Regions from separate parts of the Zea mays genome. Here region 2 is linked to region 1. Evidence: chromatin contacts called from public Hi-C data. All regions are on one chromosome and are shown on one strand. Each heading gives the region's core, a stretch centred on a gene start, on an enhancer-like site or on the middle of the called end of the contact. The rest is flanking DNA. Distances are from core to core; before and after follow the strand shown. Region 1 has its middle 44 kb from the start of LOC103638112. Region 2 holds the start of LOC100125655.

Region 1 (2,580 bases), core at 53-2,552:
GGACCATGCGGAGTGGTGGAGAGAGAGTGCTACCCATCCGCTAGTCCATCTTTTGCTAATCACACTTTTTTTAACCGCACTTCAGGTATGGCCGCAACTCTAGTAGGCGCTTGATGGCTGCATGCGTGTCCTTTATCCTTATACTATGCGCATGCAGCAGAATGCATGTCAGGGTAAACAACGTCTTCTCACTTCTGGGGAAGGAAGCAGTCAAGAAAGGTACTACTAGATCCCCAAGTAACCGGACCGTGAATGGACATGCAAGCCACTTTCCGATGGTGCATGCGCTGCATTTGACCGTATCACGGCGCTTGAACGACCACAGAGCAGGAGCAAGCAGAGCCACCATGCATGCAAGCAACGGGTTGGCTGGCTGCTGCCGCCTGGGCTCAGATGAGCGAGTCGCAGCTCAGACTCTATGCCAGACCACGGATTTGCGTTGATCGTCGCCTCTCGCGGACGCGCAGACTCCGCCGTGGCCGCGCTCTAGCAAGCTTCTCCGGCACGGGCGTGACCTCAGCGCGGCGCGACTTCTGGCGCAGCGCGGCTGCGAGCTGCCGATGTGGGTGCGCCTCCAGCGTGTGCACAAACTCCAGCGCGACGCGGAGGTAACAACAGAGAAGCATCTCACGGAGGTAGGATGGTGGTTGTGCCATGTGCCCCTACGGGGGAAATCGGAGTGACGACCAGATTCTTCCGATGAACAGGTTAAGAACAATATAGTCAATCTCATACCGCTATATTACGTAGAGGAATCGAAACCTGTCGCGTAGGGCAGTTCGGCTAGGCCAGAGGACCTGCCGGCTTGACGAAGAGTTGATGTTGATATGATCCCGCAGCGACGTCGAGGTAGAGCGTGCTGATAACGTGTTGAGAACTACGTCACCACAGATCACCAGATCCGCTTCCTTCCCTCCCGTCAGCAGTAGAGGCGCGAGAAGCTGTAGAGAACCCGTCTCCCTTCCCAGAAGCACGACAGTGTAACACACGACACATGATATAAGGTTGGGCCTCTGGCATCTTTCTCTTCTCTGTATTATGAGGGAGTGTACAGATTTCTTATATAGATATGTGAGACCCCTCAAGGGCAAAACAGATATTTATCCACATAACCCTAACTAAGGTTACTTAACAGCCTGTTATTATACCATCCGTGTCTGACCAGGCGACCAGCGCTACTTGGGTATATGGGCTTACTTGGGCTGCTTGTCAGTTGTTTGTAGCCCGGTGTTCCCACCCGTGGGCCGTAGAAGCGGGTACGTGGGAGGTGTAAAATCTATGACGAGGGTAGCCGGGCCGGGAGGTGGAGACGTCACGTCATCGCGCCGACGGGGCGGCTCGCTCGGATGACCTGCCGTGCGCCCCCGCCGCCCCGCGCATGTCCATGCATGCAACCCAACCCGCAGCAGCGGAGCGGCTATGGTCGAAAGCGACGTGAATGAAACGCTGGTGGCACGCACTCTGCCCTGACTGGTACTGCGTACTGGTAGGTAGTATAGCCAGTAGCTAGCGCGCCACACAACGCAAGCACGTCCGACCGCGATTGATTGGGCGGCCGGCCTACGTTGAGACTAACTAAAAAAAATTAAATCAGTGGTTCGTCAACGGCGCTGCACCAATGGACGATGACGAGGACCGACCGTGTCTCGGTCCACTCTACCCGCACGCAACAGCTAGCAGAGCCTAGGTGGTGTGGTGGTGGCCCCGGCCGGCGTTGTAGATGCGTGCGTGCGTGCGTCCAGACAAATATGCAGGCAACACGCAGCTTCTGAACTCTGAAGCTACGTATCATGCACGATCGGATGCCAGATAGCTACGTACGTACTAGCTAGCTAGCCTGCAGGCGGAAGCAGGCTAGGCGCCGGCCGGCCACAAGGCACAAGCTAGCATAGCATAGTTTTGAAGGTGTTTCTGTATGAATGAATTTATATTTGTCGCTGAAGTTTGATGAGAAAGCTTTTATTTTGCAAAGCTGGATGTGGTACCTGACCTGCACTGCACGTCGTGTCTGCTTGTGCTTGTGCGCCACCGCCACAACATGTGCCTGTGTGGCACGATAGCCGGCACGGCTAGGTAACCGTGTCCGTGTCCGTGTCATGTCATACCGGGCGGCATGCACGAGTAATGGATCGCATGCGTTTCGCGTACGCTGCCCGGCCTGCTGCTGCAAAGCTGAGACGGCGTGCGTGCGTGCGTGCGTGCAGTGATGGATGGATGGATCGATGGAGCCTGTTGTCGTCACTTCGCATGCATGCATGCATGCAGACGACGACGCAGTGGCCGGCCGGCGGTAGGGGTCCGGCCGGGCCGCCGAGCGAGGCCGCTGTTGGACTCACTGCTCTCTACTCCACCGACGACGACGACGCATCATTCTTTCATTCATCGTAGGCCCCGGCCGGTCGGCCGGCCGGCCAGCCCCTGCGCACGCACGTCGCCGCCGGTCCCCGCTTGGGGCCGGCCCGGCCCGCCCTCTCTCCTCCTGCTGCGGCTCTGGTCGGCCGCCTGCCGATACGGCACCGGGTCACCGGGGAGAGGCCATGCGTGGAGTGGAGCCGGCCACCATGCATACTGTGGACGCCA
Region 2 (2,580 bases), core at 42-2,541, 160 kb after region 1:
AGAGAATCATGGGCTCTTTTTTTTTAAAAAAAAGTATAACATTGAAATAAAAGGAGACCAGCATATGTACAACGATAGTATTCTGAGGTCCTTACATCTCCTCCTGGTCCATTAATGTATAGCATTATCTTTTTGGAATTATCAATGCTGTCAAGATAGAGCATGCTTGCCAACACTTGGTTGCTGAATTCTTCATCTATATTGTCCCCAATGAAGATAATCCGCTCACGGTACTGCACATGGACAGTTCAAATTACTTATCCATGCACAGCAAGAGAACAAAGTTGTGTCAACCCAAGGAAGCATATAATCAGTGTTGTTGGGTCTTACCAGAGCGTTCCATATGTCAAGCCATTGCCAGGTTCCTTCACCAGGTGTTCGGTAAGGCACACGTGGAGTACCAATAGGCATCATCGAGATGCGGGCTCTGGTCGCCTTCTTTTTGGACAACCTGTCATGGGTATATTTGCAGAATACTGAGATGAGAAATGTGCCCAACAAACCGCATCAGGATCATTCCAAGTTTTTTTTGCTACCTCAAATGCTATATTGCTACCTAGAATACCCACTACTATCAGAAGAGACATAACGAGTAATTTCTTCGAACCGTGAACTGACAATCTGATAGAAGCATTCATGATGTCAACATCTTAGTTTGGAAACAAAAAAACTCATCTGTTTCAGTATCCATCAACAATACTGGATTGATCACCACAACCTATATAATACAGTGAGCAATCTAGTCTCAGCTCGGCTCAGCAAGCATACAGCATCCATGTAAGTGCCAAAACCCATGAGACTAAGATTAACATGGTAAACGTAAGCGCAGACATACACCTAGGCAACAAGCAAAGGTCTACACAAGCACAGGTGACAATTAAGGATCTACGCACACTCACCTGAGAGAGATTCTCCGGTTGACCGCAGTGTGGAACCCAGCGCTGACATTCGGGCATGACGACTCCGACGAACCTGCTCAATCCGAAAACCAAAATCAAGCACAGAAGACGAGTCCACCACAGATTTCAGCAGGTTTTGGTTGAATCTCACCGAGCTTGGTCTGCGCCCTGAGCCCGACGAAGACCTTGGTGCCGACGCTGCAAGAGGTGGGGGGAAACAGAGAAGCCGGAGCCTCAGTGTGGGTAGGGTTTAGGGTGCGAAGGGTCGGAGAAGCAGGGAGGAAGCGACCGACCTGAGAGAAGACGGCGGGCTGGCGGTCGCGCGTGGGTGGAAGCATGAGGAGCTGGCCGGCGCCGCCATTGGAGCGGGCGGCGGAGTGGTCGGGGGACAGCTTGGTGGGACTTGGGAGCGACGAGCGAGTGACCCAGCGGATAACGAGGGAGAAGATGCAGGCGCGGACCGCGCCGAGATTCGTGCGGCGCTGCGTGGCCGTGGTGGGTGAACGGGGGGATGCGAGCCGATGTCAAATTAACTGGTCTTTTGATACTTCTTCTCGTTCTAAATTAAAATTAGTTTTAGTTAATTAACAAGTTTATATATGTGTTTTATATATATGTATATACGTTCATTTTCATCTATTTAAATATAGACATAATAAAAATAAAGAGCTAAAACGACTATTATTTTAAGATGGGTCGAGTAGTTTTTCTAGTATTTTTTTTGGTCCATGTCCATATTTAAATGTATGATAATAAATGTATACATACAAACTATAATAAAAAACGAAATATATGTTGGAACGGAGGATGTAAGATTTAATGATTTTGAGTCCAGTGTCACGGAGCTAAGCTATCATGTTTTGAGAGACCAGTCAAAATTCAAATCATCCCATCGAGACTTGGTTCCAATTCAGGTTCATGGATATTTTACAGGTTCCAAATGCATACACGAAATAAATCCCCAACTCACTAGAGAACTGGCACACGAGTGCGTGACAGTGTCCCCGATAGATATTAGACTGCTTTCCTGGATTCTACCGCTTGAGCTGTTGTGGAAGTACAGAACGGTATAGCGGCATTCGACAATACAACTATTCTTTCGCCTTTTAAATACAAAAAATGCCTATATTTGGAAGTAGAACCAATGGAGTTTTTGTAGTTCTGAACAAAGAACCTTGCCATAGAGAATGAGAGACAAGGTTGAAGTACTAGTACCTTACGATGTTCTGTTCCAACCGTACGCCAAAGTTTCAGGTTGGCGAAAGCAGACCAATTTGCGCTTGCGTCTTTTTTGTTGACCTTGTTTTCTGGCTCTCCCTAGAATCTTGTTCTTGTGGAAGCAAACCAATTGAGTTCATCAGACCGGTTTTTCTTGTTCCAATACCTCACACAAAGCATCAAAACACAAAGACTCGAGTCAGAACTCAGAGAACATAGGACTGTCAGACACCAGAATACATCCGTAAATATTTAGTCCCGGTACAGCAAAAGCAGAATGGAACAAGCATAGCACTGGAGCAAAGTTACCTTGAGGATAAAAGCAGCCCCTAGTAGGAAACTATCATAGGTATGAATGGTGTTCTTGGCTTCATGCCCTCGTCTCAGTAGTTTATCCTTGAGAAGCACCCTATTGTCCACCATGTTGGCAATGAGCGATGGAACCATTTGGAAAAAAGTCATC

What was found. A called contact is a pair of places that touch in the nucleus more often than the background predicts.
Region 2: a Hi-C map of ear shows a contact between it and region 1, with 4 times the contacts expected there. The contact joins the promoter of LOC100125655 here to the enhancer-like site in region 1. A contact is called at or near these places in 3 of 25 Hi-C or Micro-C datasets (ear, leaf and tassel).

What each region holds. Positions count from the first base shown.
Region 1 is chr9:23,752,734-23,755,313 of Zm-B73-REFERENCE-NAM-5.0, forward strand. No RefSeq gene overlaps it. Among protein-coding and RNA genes, the nearest start is that of LOC103638112, 44 kb to the left of the region's middle. Within about 2 kb of position 1,303, at least 18 of the 20 cell types and tissues checked have an H3K27ac peak or open chromatin away from gene starts, as enhancers often do. A contact at or near this core is called in ear, leaf and tassel, where this site is marked.
Region 2 is chr9:23,910,533-23,913,112 of Zm-B73-REFERENCE-NAM-5.0, forward strand. It overlaps LOC100125655, which reads right to left and starts at 1,292. Exons shown (of 9, transcript NM_001112586.1): 1 at 1,193-1,292; 2 at 1,051-1,097; 3 at 900-972; 4 at 331-451; 5 at 96-233. The coding sequence starts at 1,260.